2 separate regions of the Triticum aestivum genome follow, and region 1 is linked to region 2. A link is a contact called in public Hi-C data. All regions are on one chromosome and are shown on one strand. The core of a region is the stretch at or near the end of the contact, and the rest is flanking DNA. Distances in the headings are between cores, read along the strand shown. Region 1 overlaps LOC123151067 (protein FIP1). Region 2 holds the start of LOC123150846 (putative FBD-associated F-box protein At5g56690).

Region 1 (5,602 bases), core at 876-3,375, 88 kb after region 2:
CGGACTGGTGAGGGTTGAGCTCGAGACTGATTCCCAGCTCCTGGCAGAGGCGCTCGACTTTCGTAAGGCGGACTCCTCGCCGTATGCAGCCCAGATCGAGGACATGAAATACCACCTTAAGATGTGGTTTTTGAAAGTTTCCATTTCTGTTTGTAGGCGTAGCGCAAATTCTGTAGCACATGAACTAGCCGGCATTGGCCGTGCGTGTGTGAGTGACCACCATCTGGAGTGGTCGTCTGATGTCCCTGCCCACGTGGGTGTTTGTATCCTGGGTGATATGCCCAGAAACCGTTAAGTAATCAAGCAGTTTTGCTTTCAAAAAAAATATCAGCAAGGAAATCTCGGAAACTCGAGCACCGAATGCGCGAAATCACTAGTCGAGGAGTACTCGTTGAAAGATCACTCCAACTCCCCAGGTTGCGATAAGTGGCGTATATGCAGCGCGTCACTTGTCACAACCTGTGAGTTTTCCCTTTTGTCGTAGATCCGTTTATTCAAAATGTTTTATCACTCATACTATGCGTCTAAATCTCAAACCGCTTTCACCGTTGGATTCCTCGCATCGAGATCTTTATAACTAGATCTCGTGTTGATAGGTTTTGACGAACTTTTTTTACGAAAAAACCGGACAGAAGAACCGAACCAGGAGCACGGGTTTTTCCCTTTCCGAAAGAGGCACGCCCGTGCCTCTCGCGGAAGCAAAACCGTGACTCTCGCGGAAGGAAAAAAAGAAAAGAAAAATTGTTTTTTTTTCGTTTCTGAGGAGGCATGGCCGTGACTCCAACGAAAGCACACCCTGTGCCTCTCGCGGTAGCAAAACCGTGACTCTCACGAAAGAAAAAAAATTAAAAAACACGTTTTTTTTGTTTCCGTGAGGCACGGCTGTGACTCTCGCAAAAGCACAACCGTGCCTCTCGCGGAAACAAAACCGTGACTCTCGCGAAAGAAAAAAAACAAAAAAGAGTTTTTTTTCCGTTTCCGAAAGGCACGGCCGTGACTCTCGCGAAAGCACAACCGTGCTCTCAAGGAAGGAAAAAAAAACAGAAAACGTGTTTTTTTCGTGACTCTCACGAAAGAAAAAGAAAACGCGTCTTTTCGCGCAAAAAATCGATTTTTTTGTCCAAAAGCTAAGGAAGACCGATGAAAAACCAAAACGTCGAAAAAATCCGGAAAAACCCGTTTAAATAGCCAAAAACGCATGAAAAAACAAAATCCGGAGGAAGCACCCAAAACGCGACGCGTGACGAATGGCTGAGAGCACGCGAAGTGGCGCTGATCGTTGCGAGGCTCCCGAAAGAGCGCTCGTTAACTAGTGGGAGAGTATCCTATGATACCGGAGCTTAGATGCTCCCATGATACGGGCTTTTGGGCCATCGGATCTCAGATCCAACGGCGTATGAGAAGCTGCTGTAGTTGTTGTACTTGTGCGCATTTTTCAGATTCTATGAGGGTTTTTTTGCAAAAATGTTCATCATCTTACAGGAGCTGTTGGATTTGAGATCCAATGGCTGAGGTCGCACGGGAGCACCTAAGCTAGTGGCTCCCTTCGTCACGTCATGCTCGACGATCAGGTTGATTTTGCCAAAGGATATAGCTCGTGCAATGTCCCTATGTGCAAAGCCCAGCAGCCAGCAGCCACACCCCTTTTTTCTTTGGATTAGTTTGAAATTGTTTATCACATTTGTCACGTGGTCGTTGCGGATGCTCAATGCATAGTGTATGGATGCCTTTCCTTACGTACCTGCTGGGCCGGTGCGTAAGGGCAGGGCCGTGTCCAGAAATTCAGGGCCCCGGGACGAAAATCAAACTAGGGCTAAAATTTCAAAAATATTTTATATGACAGAAGAACTAATATAAATAAATTGTATTCCCATTTTATTATCACCGAGCGGGAACAAATTTAATTTCCTACTATTCCTAACCTATCTTCATTAACAAATAAATTCATGACAAAGATTCCGTGGACAAACTCAATCTGGTCCTAATTCCGTCCCTGCCAACCTAACTTAGCGCCAGCCGGAATACCAATATCTAGCCCCATGGACAAATAATAGTATTGACCTACTCTGCTACTCCTAACTTAGCATCGGGGAGATCAAACTTAATCGAATACTAGTAATAGAAGACAGAGACGAAATTAGTAGACGAGACAGTGATACTTAGTACACTAGTAGTGGAGGATTGGAGGTGGCGTCGAGGTTCTGGGATCGCCGATCGGCGAAAGGCAGCCAGCAGACCGCGCCGTCCTGGGCGATTGGCAGAAGCGAACCGGTGGCGTGTTGTGTTTAGGTTTAGCGATCGATGACGGAACATGCCTGATCGATACATGTAGAAGGAGGCCTCATGGGCTGGCTTTGCTGCTGAGTGGGTCTCTGGCCTGTTTGGATTTCTAGGTTAGAGTTAGTTTTAGTTAGTTGGGGCTTAAATAACCCAAAAATATCCAAACATGATGGGTTAGTTTGGATTAGTTGGATCTAATTCACCAAAAAAACTAGCCCACACTAGAGGAGCTTATCTGGGTTAGTTCTTCTGGGCCTACTAAAAAAATAGTAAAAAAAATTACCTCTCGCATTCAAATAGGGTCCAAAGTAGTCAAATGATTGAGAAAGAATATTTATTGTCAATCTAACTCAACCATCCAAACATCTTTTTGGTTAGAGTTAGTTTAGGATTAGTTTAGGGTTAAAATATAACTCTAACCTCTAACGTAGTTAGAGTATCCAAACAGGGCCTCTATACGGGCTTGGTTAGCAGGTGGATTAATACGTACAATCAGTATACTAAACCTGGTAATCTGGGGGCCTCAAATTTTTGGGGGCCCTATGCGGTCGTCCACCACCTTGGCCCCCTCCATCGACGGGGATGCGTAAGGGTTCATCACTTCACCGAGATACAGGCAAAAATGAGAAGGCGGGAATGCTAGAACATGAGGCATTTTTTTTTCTTGAGAAAACATGGGCTGTTTGGAACAAGTGAAGAACAACTCAAGAATTATCAGGAAAATTCTGAGTTGACAGAAACTTCACAAATGCCTTTTATAGAACCTGCATGCACTCTAAACTCCTTGAGTAATGAATGAGGCACGCCATTTGCCTCTGTTTCAAAAACAATTATAGAGCCTGTACAGTTAGATGCGAACTAATAGTATGTATGCACAGTTTTATTAATAATAATTCTTTCTTCTTGTGGGCTACAAATTAACATTATTTTCTTAAAATTTTACAGATATGTATGTATATGCAGAAAAAAAAATCAGAACCTTTTTGTAACTTCTAAATGCGACATTCATAATTTATTTGAAAACAACAGGCTACATAGAGCCCAGGAGGCACGAAAACGTCACAGCTCCAGAAACCGCACCGTTCTACTTTTAATCATAGTACTGCATATTTACAAGTGCTCCCATACAGCCAACATACAACATTTCTCATTCCTACTGTACTTCAATCTACAACTACGTACGTAACTGATCTCCGAGGTTTGAAGGTTTCAAATCTTCACATGACGCCACAAAGTTCACCTATGGATTGTTACACAAAAACTGCTGACACAATCACATAAGCTAGAGCACACCTATGGAGGAACTGTCTGATTGAGGAATGTCAGGTATTTTCTCCCTGGTTGATTGGCGTCTGAGCTTTGCGCGGTTCTTCTGCAGTTCCATGTTGGACACTCTCTCAGCCTCGAGCGCTCTCTCAAGCTGTCGAGTACACACGTGAACGAGATGATGATAAGGGAAATGCTTCTGTTAAAATCAACATCAGGTTCTATCATTCATGATTACCTTTGCTGCTCGAGTGCTCCATTCACCAAGGATAGCTCTTAGTCTCTCGTTTTCTTCGACGTACTGCATTTTATCATGTTCAGCATCAACAAATAATGCTTTGCTTCCTCTTACAAGGAGTCATGCATATTTTGCCAGAACCGGCTTGGAACTATTATCTGACTACTGCAAAATTTGCAGACAAACACACAAAACTGAACGGTAACATACTTGATTGTTTTTCCCACGGATGAGCTGGATCTCTGAGTCCTTCTCAGCAATCAAACCACGAGCAACACGAAGCTCCGAATGCACTTGATTCATCTAAATGATAGATGAGCAAAGTATTTAGTCCATGCTGGAGTATTAACAGAAAAGTATGATCTACATATCCTTAAGCTAACGAAGAATAGCTTGAGTATTCTTGTTCGCCCAGCACTGTACTTATCCAAGTCGAAGTCTCGTTAACAGTGGCGGAGCTTGAAAGAAAAAGCTGGACGGGCCAAACTAAAAAAGTTGGACTGAAAATTCATGTTCAACACTCGCCGTAGAAACTGGAACAGTATTGAGTAAACGAAGTAGTCTGTCAACCAAATTGTAGATGGTCCTTTCTCCACAAGGCATCAACAAAAATCAATCTGCAAGTGCCCTTTTTTAACTAAAAAACAAGTAGACAGAGAACTTTTGCAGCACCTTCAAATCCTAAGCTGAACTTTTCAAGCATGGGATTGTGCTAAGATTACAAAAGATTCGCGAGGCTACTGATTAGCATCTGGGTAGTCAAATCATTATCCAACATTGGAGAAGTAAATCATGTAAGCTAATCTGAACCAACCTACAGCTAAGTCATGTAGGCTTCAAGTAAATAGAGAACACCTAAAGAATCTACAGACGGCAGCTCCCAGGATCCAATCGTAAGAGTAAAAGCAGCCCAAGATCGTATTTTTACACTGAACTTGGCGCCGGTGAAGGACAGGGACGCCATCTCCTCTCCTCTACCTCTGCTGCCGGCTTTGCCCTAGTCCCGCTTGCCCGTGTGCTCCCTGCTCCGCTTTGCTGGTACGGGCCGAACTGGGTCGAGACGGGGAGAGAGGATGGGGATGCGCTGCCTACTTAGGCTGAGCGTATGTGAGTCCTGCTCTGGACTGCAGGTGGGCTGCGCATGGAAGATGCATAGGTAATTATTTTCTCAAATTCCTAGGCGGGCCATGGCCCAGTTTGGCCCCTACAAAGCCTCCGCCCCTGCTCGTTAACATTTAGAGTATGAACAGAGGCAGAAAGAGCAAATTATCCGCCAAGTATATATCCTACAGATTGGTCTGACACAAGTGGTGGAACACACTGACACTCAACAACCAACCTCACCATTCACTTAATTCAGAAATAACTGCTACTTTGCAGTTACGAAATAAAGTGATGTAGAAAAGGTAGTTCAAACACACCAAATATTTTTAGGTGTTGATACCACCTCTGCCGTATGCATAGTGCGCAATATCTGGTTGGCCGAGAGTAATTACCTCAGCAGACAGTGCACGAAGTTCTTGATCACGAGATGCCAAAAGATGAGTAAGATCAACCTGGAGAAATATGATAAGAAACATAAATACTAAATCATGATGCACCAATTCACCCAACATTAAGCAGGTTGATTTACAAATAATTAACATTGAGCAGTTTTTAGTCTGCTTAAGCATTCAACGGATGGGAGGGAAAGGTTTGGCGGTAGATTTAATTTGAACCTGAGGAGTGCTGGCAGCAACACTTCTATGGTACTTACTTAAGCTTTCTTGCAACCTAAGCACCTGATGTAGAAAAAAAAAATCACATTAATCAATCAAC
Region 2 (5,418 bases), core at 153-2,652:
TGTTGTGCACTGCAAGGTAACAAAGATAGTACTCAATGCGGCAAAACTCAAAACTTTCATTTTCTATGGGCGTCTGTATCCTGTTGACCTTGGGGATGCTCCAAACTTGAAACACACATTTCTTGATTTCTATACCCCAGTGACTCTTGAACATGCTTTGACTATACTTCCTAAAGTGCTTCCAAGTGTTCAGGATCTGACATTGCGTGCTTCACTCAAGGTTTGCTGTCTCACACTTCACTTTAATATGCAAGTTGGTTTTTCTGGTCTCTCTCTCTCTCTCTCTCTCTCTCTCTCTCTCTCTCTCTCTCTCTCTCTCTCTCTTTCTCTCTCTCTCTCTCTCTCTCTCTCTCTCTCTCTCTCTCTCTCTCTCTCTCTCTCTCGCAATGACCATTTATATTATGTACTTTTCAGATGCCCTTGTTGATGGAGACCTCTTGCAAGTTTTCCCACTTAAAATGTTTAGATTTGTGGTTGATTTTAGATGACAAAGAAGTTGACAATATTCTGTCTTTGGCCTCACTTTTGAGGGCTGCTCCTTTCGTTGAAACGTTAGGGATGAATGTGAGCATAGTACTCCTATCTCCTACAACGACCATCACTTTGCTATAAGTAGATTGACTCGTTAACCATGAATTATGCCTATGCTTACCATGTTTTCTCCCTCAAACTTTTGCAGTTTCGTGTTTTTGGTGTCCCACATCATGTCTCAGAGCCTGTTAAAAGCATTACCAGGTGTCCACATAATCATCTAAAGAACCTGCATATTACAGGATTTTCTGGAACAACAACACAACTTGAATTTCTAGTGCATGTTGTTGAAAGTGCCCATGCCCTGGAGATTTTGACGATTAATGGACCTAACATAGCTCGCCGAGATGATAAATGGCTAATAAGATTCCGTTCCCTAGTTCAAGAATTGGAGAGGAAATATCTTCATGAAATAATTTCACCAAATGTGAAGCTCTCAATTTTCCCCCGGAATTATAGAAATGAAATGAAAAACAGTTAACAGTAAAAATAGGGATCTGTTCATCTCCTCGATGCTAATCAAGACTAACGGGATCTTCGGATTCTCCAGTTATTAATAAAAAAAGAAAAGAAGTCCACCCTTTCCTCCTCCCTATAGCCCTGACCGACCTCCAGTGAGGACCGGATCGGACCGAGGCTCTGAAATACTCCCTCCGTTCCAAAATATAGCGCGCCCATGCTTTTCGAGGTTCAACTTTGACCATAAATTTAACTCACGAGACCGACTGCGGCGGGATCAAAAATTATATAATTAAAAACTTTTTTTGAATACGAATTCATTGGTATAATTTTTTCGCCCGCCGCAGTCGGTCTTGTTGATTAAATTAATGGTCAAAGTTGAAGCACGGAAACCGAGGACGCGCTATATTTTGGAACGGAGGGAGTACCACCCTCCGTGACCTAGAGCTGCCTCCGTGCCGTAGGCTAGCGTAGCGCCACCGCGGACGCCTCAACCCCAGCCCCCAAACTCATCTGCCGCGTCGCCGCCCATCGCCGTTCCGTTCAGCCGTCGCGCCGCTGCTGTCTCAACAGCGCCCCCAATCTTTGCCAGTGGTAAGTTTTCTTGTCACCCAGTGATGCGCTAACTGTCAGCCCCCACTGAATCCCACGAATTTCAGTCTTAGTGTGCCGGTGCCATCTAGATCCGCCCTGCACCCTCTCGCCCCCACAAACACCCAAACCCATCCTCTGATCTATCCCCGAAATCATAGTTAATGTGGTAAAATTTAACAAAAGTGACCTTTCGTTTTATAGTTCTGCTAGAAATAGAGCTCGTTTATTTGTTTGTCAAGGAAAAGTTTACAACTTCCACTAAAAAAACACAACTTTATGGACCGACTGTTCTATCTGGTTATGAGGGATATTAGAAACTAGAGATGGTATTGAATACAGCAACACTCTGTTATGCAGTTCACATGTTCGTTTTATAGTTTTGCTAGAAATAGAGCTGGTGTTTTTATCTGGCATGAGGGATAGTAGAATACAATAACACTCTGTTCTGCAGTTCACATGTGTTCTGGCCTTCCATATTCGTTTCCTCGATCTGTTCATACTTAACCTGGCATCATTTGTGTGCAGAATCAAAATGGGCAGCGATCTAACACACACGAGAAAAAGAATGAGGCGTTACTACCACGGACCAGTCATTAAGAAAACGAGAGCAAAGGTTCAGTTTGCAGACCTTCCCGATGATCTGCTGTCTACGATTCTATCAAAATTGCCACTGAAGGAAGCTGCAAGAACCGTCATTCTGTCAAGTAAATGGAACGACGTGTGGAGAGTTTGCCCCAAACTGAGATTTGATGGCTTCACAGTGTGCAGTGACAGCGTGTTTGGGGGAGAACAGTACACTCAGAAATTCATTGACAATGTTAATGCAGTCATGCAGAAGCATCAGTGCATGGTCGTTGAAGAGCTCGTGATCAAATTTGGGTTTGACAGCAGGGTACTGGGTCATATCAACACGTGGGTTGCTTTTGCCGTTTCATCACGGATGGAGAGCCTTGCCCTTGATTTAGTGCCAGCCAACTCCCCGGGCCGTACTGATCAGTACAGATTTCCGGTTGAGCTGTTGGACGATGGAAGCATATTTCGGCTTCGTCATCTTCAACTTAGCTTCGCAAGTCTTGAACTACCCCCTCAATTCAGTGGTTTCCCTAATCTGAGAACACTTGATTTGCACTTGCTACAAGTCACTCGAAATGATCTTCAAGATATGCTGTCAAATTGCATCAATCTTGAGTGGTTCAGTATGGTTAGATGCCATTTGAATGATGAACTGACGGTAGCACGTCCGTTGTCAAACCTGAGATACCTGCGTGTTGCACACTGCAAGATAACCAGGATAGTACTCCATGCAGTGGAACTCAAAACTTTCTTGTTCTATGGGCGTCTGTATCCTATTGACCTTGGGCATACTCCCAAACTGAAGCATACATTTCTTAATATCTATTCCCTGTTAACTGTTGAGCATGCTTTGACTGTGCTTCCCAAAGTGCTTCCAAGTGTTCAAGATCTGACATTGCATGCTCATTTTACACTTAAGGTCTGTTGTTTCACACTTATATTTTATCACATTTCTCCCCCTCTTATTTTTGACCATTCACTACCTATTTTTCAGATGCCTTTGTTGATGGAAAATCCATGCAAATTTTCCCAGTTGAAATATTTACATTTGAAGCTGTCAATTGGTCATAGGGAAGCTGGCAAGATTCTATCTTTGGCCTCTTTTCTGAGGGCTGCTCCTTCTGTTGAAAAGTTAGAAATGCATGTGAGTATACTCCTATCTCGTAGCCTTCTCTTTGCACAACTTGATCGATTATCGAACCATGAATCGTGCCTCTGCTTGAGCATATTTCCTCTGTCAAACTTTTGCAGTTTAGTGTTTTGGCATTCGCACATTGTGTCTCGGAGCCTATCAAGAGCCTTCCATGGTGTCCACATAGTTATCTGAAGAACCTGTGTATTACAGGATTTTCTGGAACAACAGGACAACTTGAATTTCTGGTGCATGTTGTTGAAAATGCCCCTGCTCTGAAGATATTGACGATTAAAGGAGCTGACTCGAGTGGCCGTGATCTCGATAATGAAGGGAAAAGAAGATTTACTTTGAAGTTTCGCGAATTGGAGAGGAAATACCTTCATGGGATAATTTCACCAAATGTGGAGCTCCGTATTATTTAAGTGTGCCAGACATGTAGCTGCTCTTGTACAAGCAATGGGCTGCTGTTCCATTTGCCCACTTTATTTTGACTTGAAGTTAAGGTACTTGTATGCATATAAACGTATATTCCAAAGGAAAACATCCACTTTACCCACTGATCTATTTTTACACTCCAATTTTCTTGGCCCAAATCATTTCCCAACTTAATATTTGTTGTCCACTTAACTGATTAACCCCTAAACCAGGATTTGCGCTGTCATGTCTGCGATTTCCCAACAAAACTAAACCAGGATTTGTGCTGTCATGTCTGGGATTTCCTGACAAAACTCATGAGGCGGACATATTAATAATCTTGGCCTTGTACGTTTTTTAGATCCTCCTCTGTCGGTAAGCCGCTCCGAGGCTTCGACCTGCAAGAAGCAGAGATGTTTCCCATGATGGCGACGGAATGGCAGATGCAACGTCGTTGCTGATGACTGGTGAAACTTCTTGCTGATTGCAGTGTGCAGATCTGTCCAGGTGAGTCAACTCTTTCGTCTATCATTCTCTGGCTGAGTTACCATTTAGTTTCCACTTGATTTCTTTCTTGGCTTGTGCGCATGTACGTGGTTACGGCTTTTGATTTTTGTCCGGCTTTCAAGTACTAGTTAGGAAGCGCGCTGTCCGCACATTACCTGTTAGGACATATATATTATAAGCCTGTTCGGTTCCTCTCCACTCCCTCGACTACGCTCCTGGAGCGGACCTGTCTGCAGCTTATTTTCATGGAGCGGGTAAAACCGAGCTCCACAGCTCTGCGGAGTCAGAAATATTGGAGCGGAGTGGAGAGAATCCGAACAGGGCCTATATATACCACATTTAAACATTTACTTTGCTCTAACACACAAGAAAAATGGTCATAGCAGCCTACTTATAACAAATTGTTCTAAGTGAAGTGTAAACATAGAACTGCACAGATGATAAGAAAGAACAGGTACAGTACTTTCAGCAAGTCGTATGCACATGATTGCCAAATGTGTACTGACTACTGTATCCTTCATTGCTAAACCAGGAAGCCGCTCGATCCTGGCAAACACAACGAACACAGCACAATAAAATCAACAAGTGAAAGGAACACATCGTGTGTCAAGCACTTTATTACCTGAGCTCGTAATTCGACAGAAGACTTGAACGTCTACATAAAACCAGCTTACATAAGGAGGAAATGACACACATCATGCCTTGAACACTTTATTGCATAAACTCGCCATTTGATACAAGACCATTTATTATCCACTTTTCAGATGCCCTTGTTGATGGAAACCACTTGCAAGTTTTTCCACTTAAAATGTTCAGATTTGTGGTTGATTTTAGATCATAAAGAAGCTGGCAACATTCTGTCTTTGGCCTCTTTTTTTGTGGGCTGCTCCATCTGTTGAAAAGTTATAAATGCATGTGAGTATACTCCTATCTCCTAGCCTTCTCTTTTGCTACAAGTCGATCGACTAGCGAACCATGAATTATGCCTCTGCTTATCATGCTTTCTCTGTCAAACTTTTGCAGTTTACTGTTTTTGATTTCGCACATTGTGTCTCGAAGCCTATCAAGAGCCCTCACGGTGTGCACGTCGTTATCTGAACAACCTGCATATTACAGGATTTTCAGGAACAACAGGACAACTTGAATTTCTGGTGCACGTTGTTCAAAATGCCCCTGCCCTGAAGATCTTGACGATCAAAGGGGCT

The links. A called contact is a pair of places that touch in the nucleus more often than the background predicts.
Region 1: a Hi-C map of leaf shows a contact between it and region 2, with 4 times the contacts expected there. The contact joins the enhancer-like site here to the promoter of LOC123150846 in region 2. A contact is called at or near these places in 4 of 5 Hi-C or Micro-C datasets (leaf, root and an unstated tissue).

Annotation. Positions count from the first base shown.
Region 1 is chr7A:123,427,961-123,433,562 of IWGSC CS RefSeq v2.1, forward strand. It overlaps LOC123151067 (protein FIP1), which reads right to left. Exons shown (of 14, transcript XM_044570850.1): 10 at 5,503-5,565; 11 at 5,281-5,340; 12 at 3,995-4,087; 13 at 3,785-3,847; 14 at 3,344-3,700. The coding sequence ends at 3,563. Among protein-coding and RNA genes, the nearest start is that of LOC123151067, 16 kb to the right of the region's middle. Within about 2 kb of position 2,126, at least 1 of the 8 cell types and tissues checked has an H3K27ac peak or open chromatin away from gene starts, as enhancers often do.
Region 2 is chr7A:123,340,301-123,345,718 of IWGSC CS RefSeq v2.1, forward strand. It overlaps LOC123150846 (putative FBD-associated F-box protein At5g56690), which reads left to right and starts at 1,403. Exons shown (of 4, transcript XM_044570663.1): 1 at 1,403-1,584; 2 at 2,110-3,076; 3 at 3,152-3,301; 4 at 3,409-3,856. The coding sequence starts at 2,117. The coding sequence ends at 3,714. LOC123147029 (a long non-coding RNA gene) reads left to right here and starts at 4,086. Exons shown (of 3, transcript XR_006473028.1): 1 at 4,086-4,213; 2 at 4,978-5,128; 3 at 5,237-5,418.